Linked DNA regions of Mus musculus: region 2 is linked to region 1. Evidence: chromatin contacts called from public Hi-C data. All regions are on one chromosome and are shown on one strand. The core of a region is the stretch at or near the end of the contact, and the rest is flanking DNA. Distances in the headings are between cores, read along the strand shown. Region 1 overlaps Ubn2 (ubinuclein 2). Region 2 holds the start of Fmc1 (formation of mitochondrial complex V assembly factor 1).

Region 1 (2,700 bases), core at 63-2,562:
TCAGTTAAAAAGTAAGCAATAATAATTTCTTCATATTAAACATTAAATCTATCGTAGCATCAAGGTAGTCTCAAGGCTGTATCCTGAATGGACGCCCTCAGTGAAAACAGTAAATAATGCAAATGAGTTGAACCTATTAAAGTATTTCTGCAAGAATCTAATTGAAGCATTACAACAGAGAGGAAAGATAAATTGGGGCAAGTCCCTATCTTTAAAAATAACTTGAATATCAGCAATTAAAAATATGTTATAACTAATGTTTTATACTTTCTAAGAATTTTCCAAATCTGATTTTATTTATAGGACTGGAATGCCAGGTGATCTCCATGTCACACTGACATGTAGAAGTTTCTTTAAGGGACACTTTAGGAAGCAGAAAATCCCACATTTGGGAGCACAGAAAAGCTGTCAACATTATCTACATAGGCAGAATACAGAGTGTCCATAATCAGACATGGTTTCTAAGCTGTCTCCATTTGAGGAAAACCATGAATGGAAAGCGCTTTCTCTGGCAGGTAGGCACTTGTTCTTACAAAGTTGTCCATTCTGTTTGGTGAGACAGAGGTTTCCCATTCACACAGAATAATACTCTGAAATGCAGCCATACCATTCTCTCAGGTAAGACTTCTTTCTAGCAGCCTCCCTTCCACAAACCCCAAGTCCTCCCTGGTCCCCTTGACATAGTGTGGGTCTCTCCCCAGTCTTTGCTCACACAACACAGGAGGGCTCTTTCACTTGGCATGTTTATACTGTTGTTTCCTCTAGCCCATACCAACTTCCATCTTCTCTACACATGGCTGTGCCCTGTTTCTCCAGCTCTCTGCTCAAACTCAATAGTATTTACTTTAACAGGTCTTCTGTAGTCAATGATCTTAGCAACAACCAATTTTAAACAATCTTTTCATAGCACATGCTTTTTTAAAAGTACAACTTGTATTTAGTTTATCTAAAAAGGTATGTTCCACGAGAACGGGTAATAGAGAAGAGGTAATAGAATGTTGTTCACCCTGGTTCCCCAGCACAGAGAAGAAGCTTGGCACATAGTACTCAGTTTGCTTACTGAATGATGACTTCTAGAATCATAAAGAGGTAAATATGGGGTCGTATAAAGTCAGTAAGTTGAAGGTCAAGAAAGAGGAAGAACGTTCTGGAAGGGAGGTTATTAAGTAGAAAGTAGACAGAATTAATAATAAGATTTGAGCTTTCAACCTTTGTCAAAAGACACTGTGCTTCAGATAACCCTGCAGATGCCTTGTAGACAGGAGGTGCAGCCTTTGAGAGCAACAGGCCCCAGATTTACTCGCTCATCAAGGACCATCTGCTTTCAGCAGCTGGCTTTAATAGGCATCTGGAGGCCTCAAGCTGCTGAGAACACTTCAGAGATGCTAATGCACGACAACAACTACCCAGCTGTAAATAAACTGTTGACTTTTCCTGAGTCAAACCAGTAAGAGAGATTAAAAACAGATCAAAGAGGCAAGCACCTTGGGGTTTCCGTGTCACCAAGCCATTTGGGAGTGGAAGAGTACTGAGAAGGAACTTGTCTGGAGCACAGATTTTGTCATGTAGCTTTCTTGCTGACAGATCAGTTATTCTTAAGATAGTGAATAGCTTCCTTTGGCATAAATGATAATCAAATGCAAGAAGGTCAGACAGATTTCAGAGGTGAAAAAAGTGAAGGACAATTTAACCAGGTACTTGGAGGCATTGAGGTAAAGAACCATACACAAAACATCTTTTAAGTGTAGAAAACTCCCCTAACATTTTATAATAGGAAAGTAACGAAGCCATAACTCTGGCAGTGCAGCATGTCATGGAAGATTTAACCAAAGTCTGATCACCATTTCAGCAAAACAGTACAGCTATATGAGAACAGAAATTCTTCTTTTTATAATGGAAGTTACAAGATATCCAATGGTAACATGTATAAAATTAAGTTTTTCATTCAGTCATTCATTCATTCCTCTTTGTACAAGGTCCCACTATGCTCACTATGGAGCCTGGACTGATTTGGAACTCACTGAGCACTAGGCTGAACTCAAACTCAGATGTTACGCCTCTCCCTGGGAATAGGCGAGCCACACCACACCTGGTTGCCATTCATTTTGTTACAAGCTGGGCATGGTGTTGCATGCCGAGAACCCCAGCACACTGGAAGCAGTGGCCTTCTTGAAGGCCTTCTCTCAAAAAAACAAAACTGTGGATGATAAGAGAAGAGTATGGACCAGGAACTACTACTTTTGTTGGAATTTCATATTTTTTCCTTTGCTCAAATTAAAGGCTAATTTTAGAAAGTTGCTTCTTTAGCAAATATGAATAGTAATGAAGGCTAATTCCCAGATCTTATCCATAACTAACAATTTTAACAAATAATCCCCATAATCAGTGTATGCGTTTTGTTATTTACCTTTCTACCCTTTTTCTTTAACAATCTTTGAGGAAAGGTCTTACTATCTTGCTGGTCTTGAACTTATGGGTTCAAGTGATCCTTTCGCCTTAGTGCTGAAATATAAGTTAAGGACACCTCACTCAGCTTCATTTTCTTATGATTAGTATTCCTGAACCTACAGGAATGGGGAAGAAGGATATAAGTGGAAGAATGATAACTTGGTATTATTAAATGTGTATTCAACACCAAGTCTTACACTATACTGAACTGCATGAAGCCTCTACAAACAGCAAGGGGAAATTTTCATTAAA
Region 2 (2,700 bases), core at 102-2,601, 39 kb before region 1:
TAGGATTAAAGGACATGTTCCACCAACACCTGCCACATCTTATTCTTGATATTTGGCCCTAGTTCTTAATACACAGTACCTAACATAACTTTTTAAAAGATAAGTGAATTTTAGTTCTAAAGTTTTGCAATGCTCAAATTCTGTAGTTAAGATAATTGCTCAAGAACTTAAGTTTCCATTCCCCTAAATTGTAGCCATGCTTGATCAAGCAGAACTGGGCAGGTGACTGTCCCCGAGCCTTAGTGTTTGTATTTGATCTTGTCCAAAAGGCAGAGAATTGAGCATTACCACATTTGGAAAATTAACCATCTTCCATTCCTTTCTAAGAGGAATATGAACTGTGGATTTCACAATGGCACTTCCCAAGGATAGCATTCTGTATGTTTATGTTTGTTACACCAGTAAAACATGTCATGTATCCTGTCATGCAGAAGGCTAAAGATGTGACATCTCCATAGAATATAAGATATTGCTTTCCTCAGTGGTGAAAGGCTAGTACTAAATAAAACAGTACCACTCTTCAACTCTTGAATATTCCCCACTAAATTGCCTTAAAAATTGCATTTGCCTGGCCCATGCCTTTAATCCCCACACTCAGGAGAAAAGGGCAATCAGATGTGAGTTCAAGGTCAATCTGGTCTAAACAGCAAATTCCAGGTCAGCCAGAGTAATGCTGAAATTCTGTATCTTCATTCCCCACCAACACGCAAGCAAGCAAAAGCACGCGCGCGAGCAGGCGCGCGCACACACACCTACACACACACACACACACACACCCGTCAAATCACAAAAACACTGCTTCCTATTAAAACTTTAATGTAGAAAGGATGAGGAGAGGGGATGCTTGTACCCTTACGCCTTTAAGTCTTACGACCCCTAGGACCCACTTCACACAACGCCCGCTCCTTACTCCATTCCACACCCCATGCACCAGACAAACCAATGAAATCGTCAGAGACAGCTCCACCCCGGTGGGTGGCAGATACGAAGTCCCTAGGAAGGTGCGCCCCACGCGGCTTCTGGGCCAGTAGGGGATTTCAGACCGCAGGTTAGCCGAAGGGCTGGAGTCTGTGGTGAGACCCGCAGGTGGAGGACAGGGTGACTCAGACACGTTTGTCCTGAGACCCTCTATCACCTGCGCAGACCGCCCCCTCATCCGCCCTCCCGCGACCTGGAGCCCACCCAGCCGCGGATGCCGTACCCGATGTGCTCGGAAAGCCTTAACGAGGTACCGGTAGGCCGCTGTGTCGCGATATGGCCGCCCGGTGGCCGCGTTCAGGTAGCGCAGCTCCCTCAGAAGGCCCCGCAGAGTGCGCGCCGGGGACCCCAGGGCCGCCATTTTTCTGTCCTTGGAGAGCCTGGTCCCTCACTGCCTCGGGCGAGGTGTTCCCCCGCCCACTCCGCCCCACAGCGCCCTCTACCGACCACCCTTGGAGGGAAACGCGAGTGACAGGCACCTCAGGGGACCAGGAGAGCAAGGGAAGGTGCCGAATCCTCTCGGCCCTTCTGACTGCGTCCCTTTGGACTGCCGTAAGCTGATGGCCGCCGAGTCTCTGAGGAAAGGTGTCTGGCAGGAGAGTATGTGGATGTCTGGACATAGGTCACGCCAAAAAGATCTTACTGTTTCTACCAGGGATGTCAAAATTAAACGTACCGACCTCCAACTTTATGGTCCCCGCAGCCTAGGAGAAGAAAATGAACTCATACCCTGGTATGGCAAACTGCAGCCCCTTTACTAGTAAAGCCTCACATCCAGTTCTCTAGTTTTGTTTTGTTTTTCTGTTTGTTTATTGTTGTTTTTCGAGACATGGATTCTCGGTATAGCCCTGGCTGTCCTGGAACTCACTCTGTAGACCAGGCTGGCCTCGAAATCCGCCTGCCTCTGCCTCCCGAGTGCTGGGATTAAAGGCGTGCGCCATCACGCCTGGCTTTTTTTTTTTTCGTTTTGTTTTTTTTGTTTGATTGTTTTTCCCCGCAGTTCTCTAGTTTTAAAACAAGATGGCCGGGCGTTGTGGCACACGCCTTCACTGCCTGCAGAAGCAGGCGGATCTCACAGCTCATAGACCATTATGGTCTGCAGTTTGTTCTAACCCAGCCAGAACTAGGTAGAGAGACCTTGTCTCTAAATACATAAAATAAACAGTAAGTTTGACTCGCAATAATCATCTAATTAGATGATGTTAAAATAGATAAAAAAAAAAAACGAACCACCCCAGATGGGACTCGAACCCACAATCCCTGGCTTAGGAGGCCAATGCCTTATCCATTAGGCCACTGGGGCTTCTTCTACTGATGTCCTCAAACACCATAATCAAGTTATTTCCTGTTTCGTACGTCATCACTTAAATTTATTGTTTTTACCCTATCACAGAGAACCAAACTCAGCCTCAGTGTGAAACGGATGCCTGCTGGGAAATGTAGTTTAGATGCCAAGAGTCAACCGCTTCACCCTGCAAACAGTGGATGCCACGAAGCCGAACGGGCTCCCGCTTTTGCTTACGTGTTCGTGTTTCTGTGCGTAGTAGCTCTGCGCCTGCGCAAAAGTGGGCCCGGGAGACGTCAGAGCCAAACGGGCTGCGGAAACCAGTTCCTCGAGCCTCCCTCTGGTCCTATTCTTTGTCAGATTGTAACAGGAAAAGCCAAGCCCCTTCCGATTGGGCTACTTTCAGGGTTTGTCTTCGCTCTTAGCTGGTCGTTAGG

The links. A called contact is a pair of places that touch in the nucleus more often than the background predicts.
Region 2: a Hi-C map of bone marrow-derived macrophages shows a contact between it and region 1, with 2.0 times the contacts expected there. The contact joins the promoter of Fmc1 here to the enhancer-like site in region 1. A contact is called at or near these places in 11 of 39 promoter capture datasets (cranial neural crest, embryonic stem cells, fetal liver and 5 more), 6 of 15 datasets of contacts at CTCF or cohesin (CD8 T cells, the G1E-ER4 cell line, embryonic stem cells and 2 more), 111 of 484 Hi-C or Micro-C datasets (3T3-L1-derived adipocytes, 8-cell embryo, the AtT-20 cell line and 56 more), 25 of 115 datasets of contacts at active chromatin or transcription factors (CD8 T cells, DN3 thymocytes, the HPC-7 cell line and 14 more) and 3 of 9 other capture datasets (adipose tissue, liver and pancreatic islet).

The regions. Positions count from the first base shown.
Region 1 is chr6:38,494,468-38,497,167 of GRCm38.p6, reverse strand. All of the region lies in intron 14 of Ubn2 (ubinuclein 2), which reads right to left. Among named protein-coding and RNA genes, the nearest start is that of Mir7670, 12 kb to the left of the region's middle. Within about 2 kb of position 1,312, at least 7 of the 459 cell types and tissues checked have an H3K27ac peak or open chromatin away from gene starts, as enhancers often do. A contact at or near this core is called in bone marrow-derived macrophages, where this site is marked.
Region 2 is chr6:38,533,512-38,536,211 of GRCm38.p6, reverse strand. It overlaps Fmc1 (formation of mitochondrial complex V assembly factor 1), which reads right to left and starts at 1,351. Exons shown (of 2, transcript NM_025363.3): 1 at 1,202-1,351. The coding sequence starts at 1,339. It overlaps n-TRcct1 (a tRNA gene), which reads right to left and starts at 2,281; the gene lies at 2,209-2,281.